Regions from separate parts of the Rattus norvegicus genome. Here region 2 is linked to region 1. Evidence: chromatin contacts called from public Hi-C data. All regions are on one chromosome and are shown on one strand. Each heading gives the region's core, a stretch centred on a gene start, on an enhancer-like site or on the middle of the called end of the contact. The rest is flanking DNA. Distances are from core to core; before and after follow the strand shown.

The links. A called contact is a pair of places that touch in the nucleus more often than the background predicts.
Region 2: a contact with region 1 is called in a Hi-C map of the A7r5 cell line, with 5 times the contacts expected there. The contact joins two enhancer-like sites. A contact is called at or near these places in 11 of 12 Hi-C or Micro-C datasets (the A7r5 cell line, the Rat2 cell line, Schwann cells and 7 more).

Annotation. Positions count from the first base shown.
Region 1 is chr1:50,922,049-50,927,425 of GRCr8, forward strand. No RefSeq gene overlaps it. Among named protein-coding and RNA genes, the nearest start is that of Plg, 9.3 kb to the left of the region's middle. Within about 2 kb of position 2,928, at least 8 of the 93 cell types and tissues checked have an H3K27ac peak or open chromatin away from gene starts, as enhancers often do. A contact at or near this core is called in the A7r5 cell line, where this site is marked.
Region 2 is chr1:51,050,173-51,055,549 of GRCr8, forward strand. It overlaps Map3k4 (mitogen activated protein kinase kinase kinase 4), which reads left to right. Exons shown (of 27, transcript NM_001401453.2): 17 at 608-769; 18 at 3,503-3,603; 19 at 4,131-4,211. Among named protein-coding and RNA genes, the nearest start is that of Map3k4, 73 kb to the left of the region's middle. Within about 2 kb of position 3,004, at least 3 of the 93 cell types and tissues checked have an H3K27ac peak or open chromatin away from gene starts, as enhancers often do. A contact at or near this core is called in the A7r5 cell line, where this site is marked.

The sequences.
Region 1 (5,377 bases), core at 1,678-4,177:
CTACCAGGAGCCCATGACAACAAACGTCACCTCAAGAACTTCTCCCTTCAGTGTGCGTTTCTTCAATGGACACAGTATTCCGCAGGGTACTGAGTGTGGAGGGTGTCAGGGGTGTACCAGACACGACTCCAGCCCTGGGGGGTGTTTCTCTGAGAAAAGAGATCCACATGGAGGATAAGAATACACCAGGAGGCTGAGAGAGGAGGAGAGGCATGTGCCAAGCATATGGAATGTGGGTGCCCTGTCCTAGGCAATGAAGGAATTCAGGTTGGTGTAAGGGCTGGTCCCACTACCAGACTGCCTGTGCCATGTCAAAGAGGTCACACTGGAACAAAAACAAAATGCAGCAGTTGCATCCAAGGCCTTCAAAATCCAAGGCTAGCCTTTCTGCCAGATAGGATGATGTCGTGGGTATTCAAAATATTCAAAGCCTTTTAGCTTTTTTAGTGGCAGCCACTCTGTCACTTTCACGGGGGTGGGGGTCGACTCCATGGGACATAAACAGCTCACTGAGTCCAGCTAAATGATTATCAACTCCGTCTCCCTTTGGCTGCCCCTCAAAACTTTCTACACCTCTCCAAAGATCACCCAATACAAAGGCAGGGATAAAAAGAAACATTGTAACGAATTGGAGCTAAAACTTGTCACAATTTTATATACTTACAAAAGTAGTTTATCAAATAAACACTCTGGGAGCCGGGAAGGGTTCAGTTGAAGTCACCTATTGCCATGAAATGGATCACCCAAAACACAGTTTTAACAGCAGCTTTCAACCTTTGGGTGATGAGCCCTTTCGGGGAGAGGGGATGTCACATATCCTGCATATTAGATATTTGCATTGCAATTCAGAACAGTAGCAAAGTTGTAGTTATGATGTTACAAGAAAATACTTTTGTGGTTGGGAGTCACTACAACATGAAGAACTCCATTAAAGGTTGGCAGTGTTAGCATGGTTGAGAACCCCTAGCTTAGAATAGGATTGGCTCTTTTATTAATCTCTCTCAGTCACGGCATACAGACTCCACCCGACAGTTCTGTTATTTGAGGTCTCCTGTGGTTTGGGGTCAGATGATGGTTACATAGTTTCCTTGCTCATCTGACCTATGTTGACCCCCGCTATCGCTGGGGCTTCAACAGGGGACTGTCCCGGAGGGCAGACCTGGTTGAACACAGTGGGCCACAAAGGTAAAGGCAGAGCAGAAAGATATAAAAGTGGGAGAGGGACTTGGTGGGGGGGGGGGGACTCAGGGGCATAGGGGGAGGGTAAGAGAGGGACAAGTGTGACCAGGATGTACTACACACATTTGGGAAAGAATAAGTTAGTTTTCTTAATACCCCCCTTTAAATGCCTCCTTTCCCCCCACCTGTTACTGCTCAAATTTTTGGAATTCTGGGCCTTACTGGCTTCAAGCACTTTGAAGGTCAAGCCATAAAACTAGGACTCTTACTCCCAACAGAGGAGCCGGGGGTATAAAAGTTCTTCAAGACCACAGTCATTAATAGGTAAAATGACTTAGATATGGATTTTATTAGTGGCTAACTTAGGCATCTCGTTATCCTGAAGATAGCTGGAATAGCCTGGTGTGGTGGAGCATGCCTTTAATCCCAGCACTCAGGAGGCAGAGGAAGACACATATCTGTAAGTTCAAAGCCAGCATGGTCTATATAATGAGCTCCCCGCTAACTAAAGTGTCACCTGTCTCAAAAATAAATTGTGTGTGTGTGTGTGTGTGTGTGTGTGTGTGTGTGTGTGTGTGTGAGAGAGAGAGCTACTAGGTGTGGCAGACTTGTTGGCTCTCTGCCAGCAGAAACCATACTGAAGGCTGCATTCTGCAAACCTGCTCTCCACGTTGCTCACACCAGCTGTGCTATTTGATGCTTTATTCACCAGGGGTTTCGCATTACTGTTATTTCCTGCCAGTTTGGAGATCAAGGCACGGAAACTCACCCATAACCATGCCAGCGGAACCCAGCAGAGCCACGTTCTGACCCCCAAACCCAGGTTTCAAGGGATTCCCTTTAATCATCACATGGCCCTACTGTGCGGAAGCAGTGATAACACTGACCCTTGTGCTGTATGTGACTTGGTTTAATCGTCATCCTGAAACTATGAGGGAAGCACTAACCTTATGATTCACAAGTGCCGACTACTGGAAGAGATGAGGCTCTAATAGAGTCAGTAACTTGTCCCAGGTCGCACAGCCAGCGAAACCAGCTAGAGCAGGGATTATTAGCATCAACGTCATGCATGCCCTTCACTCCCGTGCCTTGCTGCTGCAGACCACGCCAGCCACGATGCTACCACAGCCATCTGCGGCGGGACTCGGACAAGCACTTATCAAGTACCTACACTGTTCTGTTCACAAAGCCCTTGGAAACCCAAAGAGGCAAACCCAAGCAAAGAATAAATTCAAGCCCGCATCCACGTCCTGCTATACTCACTAGCGACCACCAGGTGGCGCGTGGCCTACTCTAGACTGCAGATGACCGAACTTGCCTGGGCGTGTGCTTTTGGATGTTTTGCTCTCAGCTTCCACAGGTTTTTTGTTTGTTTGTTTGTTTGTTTTTGGTTTGGTTTGATTTGGTTTGAGGTTGTGGTTGTTGCTGGTGCTGCTGCTGCTGCTGCTGCTGGTGCTGTTGTTGTAGCTCCAATGGGAGCTAAATTGTAGGAGGAGCCATTACTGCAGACTATTTCCATCCTATGTCCCCAAATCTATACAGGGCAGGTAGGTGCGCCTGTTAAAGTGAATGAAGCGCTCCTCTTTGGGTTCTTTCATTAGCTATCCAGCATGCCTTCAGGAATGTCCATTTCACAGGCAAAGTCAACAAACAGGCAGCCGGTCACCTCACCCAACATCTCTTGGTGGGCCTCCCTCTGAGGAGACATGTTCCTTTTGCAAAGCGGGAAGAAGTTTAGGCCACATGACGTGGAAAGGTTGCCTCGCCCAAGGGCTTGGCTTTGCAGCACATCATCCCGAAACCACGTCCTCTGAGGGATCCCAGTGCCTGGAGGTAATGACGCACTCTGAGTTAAATCCAACCCAGAGAGGTGCTGGCGGAGCTGGAAAAACCTATTTCTACATCAAAGAACGTTTTCTCCTTCCTTTCAGGTCATTGACAAACTTGATCCTCAGTCACCCATGGTTTGGACATGTTACACTTTCTGGAAACAGCCGAGAGATTTTTTTAAACAAAAGCATATAACCACAGTGGCCAATAGAGGGCGACAATCACACATTTTTTTTCCTGCAGCCCACCGCTGGAAACTCCAAGTTACAAATCGGCTGCCTTTGCCTACAAAGTTCATAAAGTTGTCAAAATGGACGGAACTAGAAAATATCATCCTGAGTAAGGTAACCTAGACCCAAAAGGATATACATGGTATGCTCTCGCTGATAACTGGATATTAGCCCAGAAGCTCAGATACAACTCACAGACCATATGAAGCTTAACAAGAAGGAAGGCCAAAGTGTGGATGCTTCAACCCTACTTAGAAGGGGGAACAAAATTATCATGGCAGGTAGAGGGAGGGAGGGAGGGAGGGACTTGGGAGAAAGAAAGGATGGGGAGGGAAAAGGGGAGGGCAGGACCAGGTATGGGAAGAGACAGGAGAGAAGTCCACAGGGCCAGGAAAAGGAATAGAAATAAAGTAGCAGTCGGCAGTGGGGAACTTGGGGAACCACTAGAAAGTCCCAGATACCAGGGATTCGAGAGGCTCTCAGGACCCGATGGGGATGACATTAGCCGAAATACCCAACAGCAGGGAGATAAACCTAGAGAGACCACCTCTGGTAATTAGGCCTGGCTCTCAATGAAGGGATGGGGCCACCCACCCATCTAAAGTTTTTTAACCCAGAATTTTCCCTGTCTAAGGGAAATGCAGGGACAAAAATGGAGCAGAGGCTGAAGGAAAGGCTTTCCAGAGACTGCCCCACCATGAGACTCATCCCATCTGCAGACACCAAGGGGGACACTATTGCTGATGCCAAGCAGTGCCTGCAGACAGGAGCCTGGCATGGCTGTCCTCTGAGAGGCTCTGCCAGCACCTGACCAATACAAATGCAGATACTCACAGCCAACTATTGGACTGAACCTGGGGACCCCAATGGAAGAGTTAGGGAGGGACTGAAGGAGTTGAAGGGGATTGCAACTCAATAGGGAAGAACAATGATATCAACCAACCAGACCCCCTAGAGCTCCCAAGGACTAAACCACCAACCAAAGATACACATGGGCTGGTCCATGGCTCTAGCTGCATATGTAGCAGAGGATGGCCTCATCTGGCATCAGTGGGAAGGGAGGCACTTGGTCCTGTGGAGGCTTGATGCCCCAGAGAAGGGGGATGCTAGAGGGGTGAGGCAAGGGTGGATGGGTAGGCGGGGGAGCACCCTCTTAGAGGCAAAGGGGCAGGGGGATAGGTTGGGGGAGTTCTGAAGGGGGGACCAGGAAGGAGGATCACATTTGAAATGTAAACAAATAAAAGGATTAATAATTTTTTAAAAAAAAGAATTTACTATTAAAAAAATCAGTTACATTAGCCGTGCCTCAATGATTTCACACAGCAGATAGGTCTGTGTCCTTCTAAAACTGCAAAACCTGAGTTAAAACCGGCTGAGAGACCAGTCCAAAGGCCGAGGATGAGAGCTGGTGCAAGCACATGACCAGTTCTTCTGGTATTTATGCTTCTGCTGGTGAGGGGGAAGCTGCCGCTGCTGCCGTCTGCATTCCTGCAGTATCTGTGCTTTTCAGACAGGTGGCCCTTCCTCCTTCCTTTTCCTCCCTCCCACAGTTCTCCTGGGGCAGCCAGTGTCCCCATCCTTCAGGGCAAAGAGGAGCAGGACAGTCACCCACTGGCTTGGGTGTTGTCTTCCCCGGGTGCTGAGTGAGCTCATCCGACAGAAGCCCGGAGCTGGACACCGGCAGATGGACTGCCTAGAGTCTGCCAGAAATGACAGTCAGTCTGTTGATGAGAAAGCCTGGAAGTCCAAATCCTTGAAAGAATGACAAGGCTGGGAGAATGTTTGGAGAAGAACTTCATGTTTGAGTCCTTCAGGACTAGGTCTGGTACTGAGATAAAAGCTGTGGAAGAGTTAGAGAAAGGACTGAAGGATCTGAAGGGGTTTGCAACCCCATAGAAAGAACAATATCAACCAACCAGATCTCCTAGAGCTCCCAGGGACTAAACTACCAACCAAAGAGAGTCCCATGACTCCAGCTGCATTTGTAGCAGAGGACGGCATTGTCTGGCATCAATAGGAGAAGAAGCCCTTGGTTCTGTGAAGGCTCTTTTCCCCAGTGTATGGGGAATGCCAGGGTGTTGAGGTGGTAGTGAGGGGGTGGGAGGGAGAGCATCTTCATAGAAGCTCGTGGGGTGGGG
Region 2 (5,377 bases), core at 1,754-4,253, 130 kb after region 1:
GTTTATCCTTCTGATGGCCACATGCTGCCCAAAGCTCTTCTCTGTTATCTCGAGGACACCGCACAGGGCCTCAGCTGCAAAGACAGACCTGCCTCTTTAAGATAACTTAGCCTCCAGCTTCTTCATAACCCCAGCTACTGAGTGCTTTCTGGCTTTGGAGTCCTTCTTTCTTTTTCTTTCTTGAAAAACAACCTTAGGAAAACAACATAGAGTGTAGTGAATAGGTAACGGCAGCTCTGTGTGTCTCTTTAAGAGTGGAGAAAGTTGAAGTGACCAGTGCACAGTAGACGTCCGTGAGTGTGTATAGTTGTGAGTAAGTCGACAGTCCAGAAACACACCCATGTTCACACTGATGTTCTAGAATTGGGTTTCTGCGGCTGTGGTAGTGAGCATCCTCTCCCCACTTCAGTGCTTTTGGCAGACTGATCTCCTGTGGTAGGGCTTTCTAGGTCAGGACCTTTGACACTAGTTTTCCATACACACACTGATCCGAACTCTCAAGTAGTGATGTGCATTTTATATTTCTTTTTTTCATTTCCTACCCATGTATTACATGCCAGCACCCTCCTTTCTTACTTGTGTCCTGAAGCCTTTCTTCTTGCCTTAGCACCCGGAGCGTGCCTTCCGACACTCGGAACCATGGCAACTCTGTTGCTGCTGCTGCTGTTGCTGCTGCCGCCGCCGCCGCCACCACTGCTGCTGGCCGCCCTGGCCCAGGTGGTGGTGACTCTGCGCCGGCCAAACCTGTCAACACTGCCCCTGATACCAGGTAGTCCCACTGCACTAGCAGCGTCTCCCACCCCATTGTCCCCCCATGCCTTTCCACAGGGTAGGGCTGTAGCAGCGGTCTTCGGGGGCCCCTGTGGGTTGTCAAAGCCTCCAGACCATGCAGCAAGCAGCAGAAGCAGAGTAGTTTCTGAGGGCAATGTTTCTTCCTTGGAGCCACCATGAGCTAAGATGACCCCTGCACCACCAGTCTTTGCCTTACTGCATCTGAGGAAAGATCCTGGGGTGCACAGGGCACTCGGGACTGGGCCAACAGCCTCTCCCAGGTCAGAGCAAAGCAGTTCTTTCTTAATCTCAGCCAGCATCCGAGCAGAAGGGTCACCGCCAATGATCTTGTACAGTAAGGAAGAGCAGTTGTGGAGAAGCGTCCAGAAGGAGTGGTATCTGAGAGACTTGGCCAAATATAGTGCCTTGGTGGAAGCAGTATGGAATCAGGGCAGACTGTGGCCTTGCAGCTCCGATGACTGAGATGATGTCACTGACACCAGTCCTTAACACCAGTCTAAGATTTCTGCAAACAGTTCTAGTATTGCTTCTCATTAAAATGATTAATATTCCCAATTTTTAGTCACATATATCCATAACCTTAAAATTAAAAATGTTTCATAGCTTAATCCATTAACACCAAGATAAAACAAATATTAAAGCTCCCATGTCCCGCTTGTTTTTAGTATTGGAGAATTTCATAGCGTATATCTTCACATTTCTTCCATCTCGCCATGGGGAGATTGTTATTAGCACTTGTGCAGAATCAAGGGAGGCTGTGGAGGATGCTGGCTGCCTCGGTGGCCAGCTTCCCAGCTGCTGCATCCGTATCACATGCGATGCCCCATCGCTGGCCTGGAGACACCTGCCTATGTAAGGCTGAGGAACTGGTGCAGGACACATACATGCGTGGGCAGTCTTTCCATCCAACTTCTGCACCACCATATGCTGTCCATCAATGGCTTCTGATCATCTCTATCTGGCCGTGTGGAGGTCTCACCTTAATTCAGATCCACTTTACCTCCAGTGGCTTTAGCAGCAGCATAGTTTTGAGGTTTCTTTTCTTTTTTTTTTTTTTAAATTTTATTTTTAAGATTTTTATTTTATTGTATGAGTACACTGTAGCTGCCTTCAGACACACCAGAAGAGGGCATCAGATCTCATTACAGATGGTTGTGAGCCACCATGTGGTTGCTGGGATTTGAACTCAGGACCTCAGGAAGAGCAGTCGGTGCTCTTAACCACTGAGCCATCTCTCCAGCCCTCATTGTAACTCTTAAGCTGTAGGAGTTTTGAGGTTTCTTATTTTTATTTTTTTTTTAATACAAAGGAACAGATTTTGCTTTTGAGACAGTGTGTTTGTGACCACTGATAGAAATCGCAAAGTGCCACAGGTGTGTGGGAGTCCAAGACTTAGGAGAGGCCTGCCAGCCGGTGCATTCCTGCAGCATACATACCTGAGAGTCCATCATAGTGCAGTACGGGCCTGGAAAGGGAGCCCTGTGCTGTGACAGTGGTGTCAGCCCACAGCATGCCTCCTGCCCACAGTGTTCAGTGATGGTTTCATTTTCGTTCATTGACCTTGGAAATAACTATTCTGGGCTGAAATTTTATCGCTAGCACTTACTTGAAAACATTATTTTTTCAGTGCTAGGCATGCAGGAACTATGTGTAAGTTTTCAACACTGCTACAAGCTGGGTGTTATTCCACAGAAACTGGCAACCTTTATAATTCCCCACGGATCCTTACATCTCATTCACAAATACACCACTTCTTCAAGAGTCTCTGAAAGTCACAAAACTGACTTATGTAACTTCAGGAAAGCAAGAAGGTAGAGACAGCGAGTAACACCTGTAACCTCCCAGATATGGCCCTGCTGCTTAGGAGTGGACTGTGTGTCCCTCAAGTGCCATAAGAGCTGTTCCAAGCAGCCACAGGCAGCAGAGGCAGTGCCGGCATCAGGTGTACACAGACTAGCCCAGGCTGAGCGCCATAGCAGAAGTAACCACACTGCCCCGGGCCCACTCACAGGGCCTGCTCACAGGCACCACACTGATACACAGCAGCATCTTAAACAGCAAACCTGGTTTCATATGGTCTCTGGGTACATGCACTGTAATCTAACACTTCTGTTTAATCACAGCTTTACCCCTGTGAGCTCGTTCTTGCTCTCACTGAGCACTTCACTGTACTGAGGAAGAGCAAACTAACTTCTGTCTCTAACATGCTGGGTCTCTTGCCCTCTAGTTGCTTGGCTACTGCTTGAGAAACTGTTAGGCATTCCTTTCTTACCGCTAGACATTTACAATCTTTTGAACCATGCAATGATTTTGGCACTCTTGTTATAATTAAATATTCAAGTATAACTTGTTGGCAACCTGTTGTGTAATTTGTTTAACAAATTCTTACCTGTGCTAGGCTTAGACCGTAGTGCTTTTCATGTACCCCCATAAATAAACGGGCTTTATTCTTGTTCTGTTGTTAATGTAGAATGAATAGATTTGGGGGTACCCAGGAGAGACCCCATGTCAATGGTAGCCCTGTTTACTTGGGTGATAGATTTTGGGGGGCTTGCCCATGTGTCCTCTGCCCATTAGATGCCCGTTGCAAAAGCCCCCTGGTAGTACTGCCCTGTTGAGGATCGCCATTCTAGAACCTCACAGACCTTTCATTTCATGCTGCATTCACTTGATAGCTCAGTTGGGTTTGTTTTGTTAATGTTTGAAACAGGGGTTCCAGCGTCCCTGAAAATGACCGCTTGGCCTCCATAGCTGCAGAACTGCAGTTCAGGTCTCTGAGTCGGCACTCGAGCCCCACGGAAGAGCGAGACGGTGAGAGTCACGCTGACGCCATGCATTGTCCACAGCATTCCTAGTCATCTTAGTCACTAGCTCTATGTCCTTGAGTACACAAGCATGTGGGGAGCCTCCAGGCTTTCAGAACCCTACCCACCTTGGCTGTTCAATGTAGCTTTGTATATTCTAAATCTTCTTGTGTTTTACAAAAATATCACTCTTGATATTTTAATTGCTGTGTACTTTTACTCACTTTAGAAATACAGAACTGTTATTGTGATTGTTGTAGTATGGTGACAGTTCCCTAAAACTGCCTCTCAAATAGGGTTCCCCGGAATGCTATTCTTGTACAGTTTTGGTACAGTTCTGTTGTCTGTTACTTACAGAAGGTTCAACTCTCATAACAGTCTCTTCATTAGGTACCATTTTCTAGAAATGAATAGAGACATGAGACTCACCAGAGTCAGCACTAAGAGCAGATTGACAACAATGTTGCCATTCACCCCCTCAGCAGGGTGTAGTTCTTCATAAGCCTTAATTTGTATGAAAACCACTTCCTGCAGAGCCAGCATATCCTCGGAGCGACTCAAGTGGATCAACACGGAGAAGCTGGGAACTTCGAACACTCATCAGCCAGACCAAAGGTATGACGGAGGACTCACACATGACAGTGTTCAGGCTCCGAATCATTAGGTCTCATACGTTAGCTCCTGTGACCTCATGGGTAACTCTGACATCGTGGGTACCCATCATGGCCTTTCTGGACATCTTCTGTTTCACGAAATATATCACAAGGGCCTTTCGGTGTGCTCTTCCTTTAGTAGTTGGCATAATCCCTCGACATTGTCAGTACTTGTGAATGTAAGCATTCTTCTTCTTGCTAAGAAATGGAGGACAAACTTTGGCTGCTGGGAGGTGGTGACTAATAAGTTACTGTGAGATGGTCCTGTCAGCGGAATGGGGTTGTGGGGGTGGGATTAGAGTTCCAGCACAGGTGGATGCATTAGGTTAATATGGGGCTCCAGAGCTGGTTTGCAGCCAGAAGCAGCTTTGGTATGATGGTTGGCCAGCCCTGTGTAGATCTATTGTATGGAGGGAGAGACTTCCAGAAACTGGGAACCAGTCTCTCTGTTAGTTCACCTATAACTGTGGTTACCCTGGACACAGTGGTGGCCCTGAGTCTGCCCTGCTTTTGAAAAAAAAAAAAATACCTGGTGGTTAGGTAAAATTGTAAACCACCAGGACTATCTATGTCCCTCTCAGAAAAGCTGTGATTCCCAGTTGCATATTAAAGTCCTTGTCTTGTGGAGAAAGACTCATTAGCTTATAATTAAGATATCTTTTCACAGATATTTTAACACTGGGACCCACAGTCTCTGCCACGAAAAACTTGTCCAGGCAAATCTGGTGTATCTTGTATTTAGGTTTAAAAAAAAAAAAACAACCAAACAACAAAAACCCACTAGATTTCCAGGATTAAAAAAAAATGATTGTGATAGATTAAATAGATGAGCTAATTAAAACATAAAACTTTGGGAATGTCAGCTTTTGAAATAACCTTACAGCCATCCAGATCTTCAAAGATTGTGAAGCCTCCTTGACAAAGCTGAGGCTCTCAGGTAGCTACCCCATGGGTTCTATGTAACACATATGGCTGGCGAATGTGAGTGCGACTGGCCTTAGTGTATATCCGAAGAGTATGTATGTCACATGCACGGCATGCATATGAAGTCACACATACATAACATGAAACTCTGTGCACTGGCTAAGGAGAAGGAAATTATGTCACGTGAGGAACATGAATAGAGTA